Regions from separate parts of the Sus scrofa genome. Here regions 1 and 2 are each linked to region 3. The links are chromatin contacts, called in public Hi-C maps. All regions are on one chromosome and are shown on one strand. The core of a region is the stretch at or near the end of the contact, and the rest is flanking DNA. Distances in the headings are between cores, read along the strand shown. Region 1 has its middle 29 kb from the start of ST3GAL5. Region 2 holds the start of ST3GAL5 (lactosylceramide alpha-2,3-sialyltransferase). Region 3 has its middle 85 kb from the start of POLR1A.

Region 1 (3,680 bases), core at 253-2,752, 79 kb before region 3:
TGTACAGGGTTAGCCAGTACCCAACATGCATTTTCTCACCCTCCCCTTCTAATCCTCTTCTATGGCGAGGCTATCAAGTTTGGTAAATCGCCACTCCTTCCAACTGATCCTGGGTGTGGCCTCAGAATCCCTGTGCCACTCTAGGAAGTCCCCAAGATCATGGTAGGTTGGGACCCAAGGAAAATCCTAACCATCCCAGCACTCCCCTTTAGTCAGGTCCAGCTCAGCCTGTGACAGCCATGCTACGGGATATTGTTATACAAGAATTTACCCAGCTTTTGTCCTGAATTCCTCAGATGGAACTTCTAAACTCTTGGAATTTTCTGAGTGACAGGAGTGTCTTTGTGATTCACAGTGGGCCCTGGGACCACACCTGAGTTCACGCTAATTAGGTGACTCCTGGTAGGTCCTAGAGAGTTTCGGATGAGGGCTGGCCAGGCAGAAAGACAGACCACGTGACTACAAAGTTGGGGCTTTGAGTCAGGAGATATCATTGAGGGAGTCAGGAGTGGGGGGGCAGGAGGGGTGCTGAAGATTGGGTTCAGTCATGTGGCTAGTGATTCCACTCATCAAGCCTGTATAATGAAACTCCAAGAAAAACTCTGGACACTGAGGCTTGGGTGAACTTCCTGGCTGGTGAATACATAAATGAGCTGGGATGGGAGGGTGATGAACCTAGATTCCACGTAGAGAGGACATGGAAACTCCCAGACTTTTCCCTATGGGCCTCTCCATTTTGGTGGTCCTGACTTGAATCTTTTATAATAAAACTGAGATTGTAAGTATAGCATTTCCCTGAGTTCTGTGAGTCCTTCTAGTGAATCATCAACCCGAGGGTATAGCTAGAAGCCCCACATTTGTAGCCGGTTGGTTAGAAGTCTGGGTGGCTTGGGGACCCCTGAACTTGTGGCTGGCATGTGACACAAAAGTAGTCTTGTTGGAGGCTGTGAATATAGCCTGTGGACTCTGCCCTAACCCTGGGTAGTTAGGATGGTAATGGCATTGCAGGAATGCAGGTGTGAGAGCCAGAGAGGAAGTCACACTCCTCCGAGGCTGCCATGGTAGCAAGTGCTGGAGATGAGAAGATCTCCAAGGGCAAAGCGGACTTTTGCAGACCTCACCTGTCCTTACAACTGAGACATGTCCTTCCACTGCCAACGTCATTAGAGTTGGGCTTCAGTAACGAAGTATGCAAATCTCCACGGGCCCCATAGGTACAAATGAGGTCACATTCATGACCTTGTTTCTCAAGTTCTTCCCTACTTCCAGTCCTGCAAAGTGCCCGTGCCCCATGAGAATTTCTGGGAGTGCCTGCAGGTATGCTCGTGAATAGGCTTTCATCAACTGTTTTAAACATTTGGCTGCACACTGCTCCTTCCACTGGACCACACTGTAACGGATATCTTATCTTGCTCCTCCAGCTCCTCTCTCCACCCTCCCCAGCCATGCTCTGTGTCCTGCAATGCTATAACCTTTATGAACTGCCTCATCCAGGCTACTTTGCCCTGGCTTCTGGTGTTGTTTAGCCAGTAGAAGTCACTGAGGGCAGGATGTTTATTTCCTGCTCCCTCTTTCAATGAGTGGGCTGATTCCCCTGACAAAATCTGCAGCTCTTATCAGGTGGCCCATTTGCTAACCACTTCCTTGCCTGTGCCATTAGGTCTAGGAGAGGTAAAGGCTTCCTGCTGTTGCCAGCCCTGTGATGCTTCAACACCCCTGGTAGGTTTCCGTGAACACTATCTGCGTCTTTGTAAATGGTCCTTCTGAGGCAGAATATTAGCTCAGGTAGTCAGTGGACGAGCATGGGCTTCGAGGCATTCTTTGATATGGCCATTGGGTAACATTTGTGGCTTAAGGGCTCCAGGGAGCAACATCCCCACAGGGCTTGTTTACTGTAGGGAGTGTACCTACGCCCAGATGGACATAATCCCTAATCCCCTGTGACTCAGTTTACGGGAGGAAAAGGTCAAAGAAACTATGAGACTTACAGGACACTTCCACCCCTAGGACCTTATTGGACAAGGACTGATATGGGTAACTGAATAAGGCCAATGGGAGAAGACCACATCTCTCTGGACCCCACGTTGATATCCCCCTCCCAACTTTAAGGAATAAAAACCCCTATAGGACAATAGAGAAAAGGGGGGCTCTTCTCCCCACCCACCCCCAGTAACCCTGGGAGCTATCTGCTTTCCTTTAATAAAAACTTTGCTTGCTGCCTGTGTGTTCGCGGAATTCATTCTTTGACCACCGTGAACAAGAACCCGGATTCTGGTGCCATCTTTCCAGCATCACTTCTTCAATCTCTCCTGCATTTGAGATGCCTTTTGCATCCTGCTGGGATCCTGACCACACAGACATCACTGCTGTTTCCATGGGATTACACATCCTTGGGGCCATCCCATCTCCCCTTGGGCATCACCAATAAATCAACCGGGTCTTCCTGAAGTAGAGTTGACATGTGCCTATGCTAGCATGGGAGGGATTGTCTCTCCCTGCTCTGTTTCACTCTGTTAGAGGGGTCTCAGCAATGTGCTGCTTGTACTCCGAGGTCTTCTAGAACTTTGGATAGAAATGGCACTTTCTGTTTGACCTACACGAGACTGGAGGAGGAGTCCTAAGAGGTCTGGGTCTGGGAGCTGACTTTGCTGCTAAATGGCTGTGTGCCCTTGAGCAAGTCACCCTCATTTTTAAGCCGGGTTTTCTCACTTCTAATGCAGGAGTTGGACTCAGTGATTCTTCCACTGCCCTGGGCTCCCAACCTAACTTTAGCCAGAGTGGCTCCTATTTGATCTATTTTTAGAATTTAGGCTTTCGTGAAGATTTCCTTTAAAGCATGGATTCCATGGCTTTGAAAATGCTTTAAGACAACTGGACTGGATAATTCTAAGGTCCTTTCCAGTCCCACTGTTTTTGAGCATAAAATCAACCTTGCCTTCCTCACCACTATGCCAGGAAGGTTCCAGGAATGAATGGAAAACTGAGGATTAAAGGCCCATCTCATGCCAGGCCCTGTCATGGCGAATCTACTGTGACTGGGTAAATGGTTTTGCTACCATCCATATCTAGCATCTTCTCCTTTACTTCTCATTTACTTCTGCCACTATTAGTAGGCTAGGAAAAAAAGCTGATTTAAAACCAATTGCATAAAATGCAAACCATCCTATCAAATAAAAATCTGGAAAAGATAGCAGCTACAAAAAAAAAATTTTTTTTCTTTTTATAGCTGCACCTGAAGCATACAGAAGTTCTTGGGCCAGGGGTCAAATCAGAGCTGCAGCTGCTGGACTAAGCCAGAGCCATAGCAACACCAGATCCCAGAAACATCTGCAGCCTACACTGCAGCTTGTGCTAGATCCTTAATTCACTGAGCGAGGCCAGGGATTAGACCCACATCCTCACAGTCACCATGTCTGGTTCTTAACCTTCTGAGCCACTATGGGAACTCCAAGATGGCAGCTTTAAATGAACTGACCCACAGCAGGTTTGCAAAGGCTTGGCCCACAGCAGTGGAAGCTGGCAGCCTTTCAGTTGCGTGTCCCTGACATTTGCTGCTGGAAGAGAATGACAGAGCAATGATTAATAGTTTGTGTAGCATCTGGGACAGCTTCCCAATTGTGGGGAATCTGCCCTTGTGTGAGGGTCTCAGCCTGGAGGCTAAGAGGGTAAAGGGCTCCCCT
Region 2 (3,663 bases), core at 45-2,544, 110 kb before region 3:
CAGTCATAAACCAAGAGGAGGGCTCAGGTTTAACATCCGCAGGTGGGAGAGGAGTCTCCTTCCTCTCTGTAACCCCAACACCCAGCTCTGTGGTTGGCCCAATGAGCAGACAACCCAAAGGTGCCAGATGAAGGGCAGCAGGCAAAACCATTTTCCCTTGTAAATGAATGACATCTAATTAAGCAAAGGCCACAGACATGAAGTGAGACATGAGGACATAAAATTTGTCTTTCATGGCAGCCAATGATTCTGCAGGATCCTCTTCACTGGGAAAGACATTCTGTGGTCAGAACCTCGGAACCAGGGGCCTGAAAAGGACCTTGGCCAAGCCTACCGGTACAGACTGAAGACGGTGTTCCACAGGGATATAAGTGTTGGCCAAGGTCACCTGGTGTGGAGTTAAGGCAGGACCCCACGTCTTCCTATTTGCAGGCTCCTCCGACATGCTCTCCAAAAATCTTCCCCGAAAATCCTGCCTTACTTACACACTAGAGGCACATGTGAAGGCAGCTGCTCACGTCAAGGCAGCTGCTTCCAATTCAAGAGAAACTAAAGGTCACCAAAACGTGTCTCCCGCTGGGCTGGCCGCAGGGAGGTGACAGGCAAGGTCACTGGCGAATTTCTACCTGCAGACACCACACCTCACACCCTCCCGAAGGATGCAAAGGTCAGTTTCCGGAGCTGCTGGCCACAGAGGGCCCCCGAATGCTGTCCTGGGGAAATGAGTTAACTTGGCTTTCCAGGTTCAGAAGCTTCCAGCAATGAATTAAACCCCAAGCCGCTGCAGAAGACAGAGGAGAAAAGCGCCACCGCAGCCGAACCCCACAGCCCGGCCGTTCACCCCTCTGCCTCCTTCGTGTTCACACTTGCGCGGGCCGCGGCGCCCCCAGCCCGTCCACTCCGCGGGAGGCCACCGCTCTCAGCCCGCGAGACGCGTTTGGGGGAAGTGGGTCCTGGGCGCTGCCCATGGGGGCTGGGACGGAGCCGCCAGGCCCAGCCGCACTGGAACAGGGACAGATCGCCGCCGCCGCCCCCGGCCGGCGGGCCCCGCTACGCCAAGGAGGGGGCTGCGCCACGTACCTCGGCCGGCAGGTGCCGCCGCCTCCGCCGCCTCGGTTTGCGGCTGCAGGGGACGCCGCTCGGTGCAGCCTGACGCTTTCGTCCGCATACTAGGGAGCGGGAGCCCGCGGGCCGCCAGTCCCTGGCCCCGCGCCCCCGCCCGCCCCCGACGCCGCGCTCGCGCCCATTCAGTCCAGGACCATCAGCTCCCTGGCTCAGATGCGGAGGAGGGGCGTGGGGCGGGGCCGGAGTCACGAGTACGCCAGAGACCAATCAGAGCGCGTGAGTGCTCCCGGGGCGGCCCGGCTCCCAGAACACGCAACCCTCCACCCTGCCGGGTAAAGGGGAGGGGGCGCCCCCAGCCGGACACGCGCGGAGCTGTGTGCGGCATGGGGGGTCCCGGGTACCCACCGCCCTTTGGATCTCTGTGCGGTTAGACTGTGGAGGCACTAAGAAGAGGTGTATTTAGACTGGTTCTAGAAGATTACTGAGGGGAGGACTCGTAGTTGCGGAGCCGCTGAATGAACCGGCTTTATGTAGTCACGTGCTTTATTCTACAGGACCGACCCCCAGGCAAAGCAGCTTTGGAGTTCTAGGGCCCTGGAGACAAGCAGGGAAACCTGAGTGCGGCTGGGGATGTGCAGAACAGAAAAGCGAGAGATTACTAGTTTCACAGCTGGGTAATTGAGACCCAAAGAGCAAAGGTGAGTCACTGGGGCAATTAGTGGCAGAACCAGGATCAGAACCTGCGCCTGGAGCGCCCATTTCCATACCTCTGGAATCCCCCTTGATTCTGGAGAGCAAATGGCATACAATTTTTAAAGCGTGAATATTGGTGAATCCCCAAGTTCAGGAATTTAAAAGACTTGAAAGGACGGATATGTTCTTTCTTTCAACGGCCAGGTGTGTAGAATGTGCCTGTGACATTGCTGTGCCATCGGACTTGTTGACTCTCCAGTAAAGTCGGTGAAGTTGGTCTGCTTTCAGAATTTTCTTTCGGGTTGCTGGACATATACAGAGCAATCACAGTCATGTGCCTGTGGTGCCTGTTAGGTCCTTGCTTGATAAAGAAGATTCTAGACATTGAGCCAAATATGTCTCTACGAACTGAGAGTCTTATCACTCTTTTTTGCAACAGCTTGCACTCAGTTTGCACAGCTCCAAACAGGGTTTGAAGATGTCTGTGTTTGTCCCTCAGCGGGGATGGGGTGCTAAAAAAAAAAAAAAAAAGTGTTATCTGAGTAACAAAGATCAGGGGGGAGGAGTTCCCTTGTAGTTCAGCAGGTTAAAAACTAGACTAGTGTTTATGAGGATGCTGATTCAATCCCTGGTCCTGCTCAGTGAGTTAAGTATCCAGCGATGCCGTGAGCTGTCACAGATGCAGCTTAGATCCCGCGTTGCTGTGGCTGTGGCTATGGCATAGGCCAGCAGCTCTGATTTGACCCCTAGCTTGGAGACATACACATGCCACAGGCATGGCCCTAAAAAGAGAAAAAAAGAAAGAAAGAAAAAAAGATCAGGAGGGAAATCTTGGAAAGGAAAGGGTGGAAGGATTCTCCCTTCACGCCTCCCAAAAGGATTTTGTCATAAAAATGTTTCTGGATTATCTAAGGTGACGACACTTGAGCATTTTGAAAATACTGGTGAAAAAGCTGTCACTAGGAGATCAAAATCCAGTGTGTTGGCCAAGGCTGACCAGCAGAGCAGCGGCCTGGCTCCGTGGGGTTAGTGACAGCTGCAAGGGGAATGCTGAGCACCTCACTTCCTCTCCCTTGGAGACCAGCCCATTTCTCCCAGATCCTCCTTGTCCATAAAGCCAGCCCTTGTTTGAAGGTATTTATTTAGAGCAGGAACGGTTAACCTTGCAGTTAATCTACCACTAACAGAGCCATAGTGAGACCTGACCGCCACTGTCTTCCTGTTGGGGGCTGAACCCTCATCCGTGCACCTCTGCACTTCAGCCTGCCCTCAGGCAGGCAAGGCCCAGACACCCTTTAAGGCTGCCATGTGAGTCAGCAGTACCCGGGCTGGGAAGAGTGTGAGTTAAGTAGGAGAAAGGGAGAAAGGGAGCTTGACACTGCCTCCTGCCCCAGCCTGTCTTAATGGGACAACTGTTAAGCTCAACCTCCCCACTCCCTCATTCACTCCACTCACATTTGGTACGGAGAGAGGCTGACCCACTTATACAGCAATACAAGCCCTGCCCTAAACATCCTTTTCACTAGCTGCAGGGCCCCTGTTAGCTACTGTTCTGTACTAAGACAGCCATCCCCAAACAGTAGATGAAAATCTACTAGATTCACTAGATCTCAAAGCCTCCTTTGGAATCTCTTTAATCAGTGAGTGGCTGGTCTCAGAAAAGCCTCTGGACATTGACTAACAAAAGGTTGGGGCTGGAGTTCCCATTGTGGCTCAGCAGGTTAAGAACCTTGACATAGTGTCAGTGAGGATGCTGGTTCGATCCCTGGCCTTGCTCAGTGGGTTAAGGATCTGGCATTGCCGCAAGCTATGGTGTGGGTCACAGATGTGGCTTGGAACTTGCATGGCTGTGACTGTGGCATAGGGCGGCAGCTGTGGCTACAATTGGACCCTTAGCCCGGGAAC
Region 3 (3,342 bases), core at 780-3,279:
ATGGCTGTGGCTGTGGCATAGGCCGGCAGCTGCAGCTTTAATTCAACCACTGGCCTGGGGACTTCCAAATTCCTTGGGTGTGGCTTCAAAAAGGAAAAAAAAAAAAAAAAAAAGGAAAAAAACTGACAGTAAAGGTCAATAGAAACCAACCGATAGAAAAAAGAGCAAAGGATACAAATAGACAGTTCTCATAAATGTAAGTCAGACTAGCCAAAACATTTATGAAAAGATGCTCAGATTTTTTTTTGGCCACTCCCACAGCATGTGGAGGTCCTTGAGCCAGGGATCAAACCCGAGACACAGCAGTGATCCAAGATGCTGCAGTGAAACTCGGAATCTTAACCCACTGTGTCACAAGAGAACACATGCTCAGAATTATTAATAGGGAATTGCAAATTAAATTGAGATGCCATTGCTTACCTCTCAGAGGGGCTAAAATGCAAGTGATTCTGTTTCTTAAAAGAAATAGTTGACACCCCTCCCCTTATGTGTATGTGGCAGGGTTTTTCAAATTCCACACCACTGATGTTTAGGGCTGGATGTTTTGATTATTTATTTATTTATTTATTTATTTATTTTTACAAATGAGGCAATTTATTAACTCAGCATCACTTGTTGTAATGCTTCTTGTTGGCAGCTCCCACCTGCCAAGTGATTCTGTCCAGATCTCTCTGTTCCAGATGTGCCCATTTGTAGCCCCCATCTTGGTCCTTTTCCACCATTCTCAGCCCTTCCAGGACCTGGAGGACCCGGTGGCATTCTTGGAGCCTGTGCTGAGTGGTCAAGCAGGACACTGCTTCTCTGACATCCCCCAAAGATCCTAGTGATGGAGGGGTCCCCAGCGCGGCCCCGGAGGTCCAGCTGCTGTGCTGCAGAAGACCCAGTTCTCATCACAGGGCGTCGGCTTTGTATGCTTGGCCAGCTTGACAGGGTCCACCCATTCAGGGCCGTTCAGCTTCCTGGACCTCTTGAGGAAGGCTGGCAGAGCTCCAGACTCCCACTGGTTCACGCCTTTTACAGTAACTCCAGGCATCATGGGGCCCCTGTGCTGCCAGCCAGGAGAAAGGGGAGGTAATTCTTTATTGCAGGGGCTGCCCCTATATTATCGGATATGCAGCAGCATCTCTGGTCTCTCCCCGCTAAATGACTTGAACACCCCCCTCTCCTGTTTAATACCCAGAGATGACACTGCCAAACGTCCAGGGGGGCAAAACTGCCCCCTACCCTCACTAAAAACGACTTGGTATATAGGTAAACACATATAGCTGCACATACTTTTGTGAATACTTATTTTCTAGGGCTGTGCCTGCAGCATATGGAGGTTCCCAGGCTAGGGGTCAAATTGGAAATGCAGCTGCTGCCTACGCCAGAGCCACAGCAATGTGGGATCTGAGCCATGTCTGTGATCTACACCACAGCTCCCGGCAACGCCGGATCCTTAACCCACTGAGCGAACCCACTGAGCGAAGCCAGGTACCGAACATGAATCCTCATGGATAGTAGACGGGTCTGTAATCTGCTGAGCCACAACAGGCGCTCCATAATTTTAAAGACCATTTTATAGACAAGGAAACTGATGCACAGAAAGAACAAGTAGCTGTCAGCAGAGGACCCAAGATTCCAAGAGGAATCCAATTTCACGGCTTAGTTTCTTTCTTTTTCTCTCTCTTTTTTTGGCAGGCTCCTGGGCCAGGGATTGAATCTGAGCCACAGCTTTGACTTATGCCAGCAACACCAGATCCTTAACCTACTGTGGTGGCCAGGAATCAAAACTGAGCTGGCATGGAGACAATGCCAGGTCCTTAACCTACTGCGCCACAGCAGGAACTCCTTACGGCTCAGTTTCTTGCCTGAAAGGCAGCCACGCTGCTCAAGGACGTTCTTGAGGTCTGACCGGTTGAATGCATGGGGACTTTAGGTTCACGCTTCCAGGCAAGAACCATGGGTCAAGGAAGGGGAACCAGGGCCTAGGGTTCCTGAAACTATCACATGTGAGGCCACAGGCCCAGGGCCGGCTTGGCTCCTTGAGACGACAGTGTTGGGAAACCAGTCCAGAAAGCAGCAGCCAGCAGGGTCGCCTGACCTCTGAGCAGGGCTGACCGCTGCTCGAAAAGAAAGGCCTAAGGCTGAACCACAGGGCGGCCTCTCCTATACTCAGGAGAGTAGGTAAAGCGACTAGGGTGGAAGCAGACTCATGAGGAGGGTGGCGAGGACTGGACTCCTGATTGGATTCACTTCCCTCCCCACTCGGCCCCCTCCCCAAAGCCCCCTAGAGCCAGCTGGGTGCACGCTGTCCCTATCTGGAGTGGCAGGGGTAGGGCACAGGTTGGCATGATGCCTGGTGGGTTCCTCAACCTCTAGCCAGACCACAAGGGGCTGAATTTCCTGTTGCTTGCATGTTTGGGGCCCCAGATCACAAGATCTGTGAAGGCAGGGCCTGCATCTTTGGGGGCCTGGTGCAGTGGGCAAGGTTGGGTGGGTGCAGAACGAGAAGAGGAAGGGCGTGGGTGGGATTTTTTTAGGTTGAAATGTGCCTTCCAGGCCTCTGAGCCCAAACTCTTGGGTTCCTCGATTTACTCAAAGGCTGAGCAGCTCCGGGAGCTCTCTGGTGGTGTAGTGGTTAGGAATCATTGCTTTCACTGCTGTGGCCCAGGGTTCAATGCCTGGTCTGGGAACCGAGATCCTACGTCAAGCCGCAACATGCCATGGCCAAAACAAACAAAACAACCACCACCAAAGGCTCAACAGCTCTAAGGACACCCAAGGGCAGCCCAGGCGAGATGAGGTGCTCAGCCCTATCCCCTGGGACCAGGTTCTGGCCTTTCCTAAGTGGGGATGTGTCCCAGACAAAACAGAACTCCTGATTACCTCTCCTGGAAAGAGGGAGGAGGTGCTTCAAGAACCGGAGGCATGATCCTCATTCAGTAACTCAAGCTTAGCTTTTTTTTTTTTGTCTTTTTGCCATTTCTTTGGGCTGCTCCCGCGGCATATGGAGGTTCCCAGGCTAGGGGTCTAATTGGAGCTGTATCCACTGGCCTACGCCAGAGCCACAGCAACGCGGGATCCGAGCCGCGTCTGCAACCTACACCGCAGCTCACGGCAACGCCGGATCGTTAACCCACTGAGCAAGGGCAGGGACCGAACCCGCAACCTCATGGTTCCTAGTCAGATTCGTTAACCACTGCGCCACGACGGAACTCCAAGCTTAGCTTTTTAAATGGAAACTTCTCAGAGCTGCGTCTTGAAACTCTTGCTGGTCCAGTGTCCCCTCCTCCTGCCCCCACAGGTGCCCAGTTGGTAGGAACTTGTAAGTTGAAGACGCAGAGTCTCCTTAATGGGCTG

What was found. Hi-C and Micro-C count contacts between places; a contact is called where the count stands out from the background.
Region 1: a Hi-C map of liver shows a contact between it and region 3, with 1.9 times the contacts expected there. The contact joins two enhancer-like sites. A contact is called at or near these places in 4 of 47 Hi-C or Micro-C datasets (blood, embryonic fibroblasts and liver) and 1 of 2 datasets of contacts at active chromatin or transcription factors (skeletal muscle).
Region 2: a contact with region 3 is called in a Hi-C map of liver, with 8 times the contacts expected there. The contact joins the promoter of ST3GAL5 here to the enhancer-like site in region 3. A contact is called at or near these places in 2 of 5 promoter capture datasets (fetal liver and liver), 6 of 47 Hi-C or Micro-C datasets (alveolar macrophages, blood, embryonic fibroblasts and 3 more) and 1 of 2 datasets of contacts at active chromatin or transcription factors (skeletal muscle).

What each region holds. Positions count from the first base shown.
Region 1 is chr3:58,831,748-58,835,427 of Sscrofa11.1, reverse strand. No RefSeq gene overlaps it. Among named protein-coding and RNA genes, the nearest start is that of ST3GAL5, 29 kb to the left of the region's middle. Within about 2 kb of position 1,502, at least 13 of the 83 cell types and tissues checked have an H3K27ac peak or open chromatin away from gene starts, as enhancers often do. A contact at or near this core is called in liver, where this site is marked.
Region 2 is chr3:58,860,615-58,864,277 of Sscrofa11.1, reverse strand. ST3GAL5 (lactosylceramide alpha-2,3-sialyltransferase) reads right to left here and starts at 1,294. Exons shown (of 7, transcript XM_021087293.1): 1 at 1,081-1,294. The coding sequence starts at 1,168.
Region 3 is chr3:58,753,743-58,757,084 of Sscrofa11.1, reverse strand. It overlaps the pseudogene LOC110259988. Among named protein-coding and RNA genes, the nearest start is that of POLR1A, 85 kb to the right of the region's middle. Within about 2 kb of position 2,029, at least 14 of the 83 cell types and tissues checked have an H3K27ac peak or open chromatin away from gene starts, as enhancers often do. A contact at or near this core is called in alveolar macrophages and liver, where this site is marked.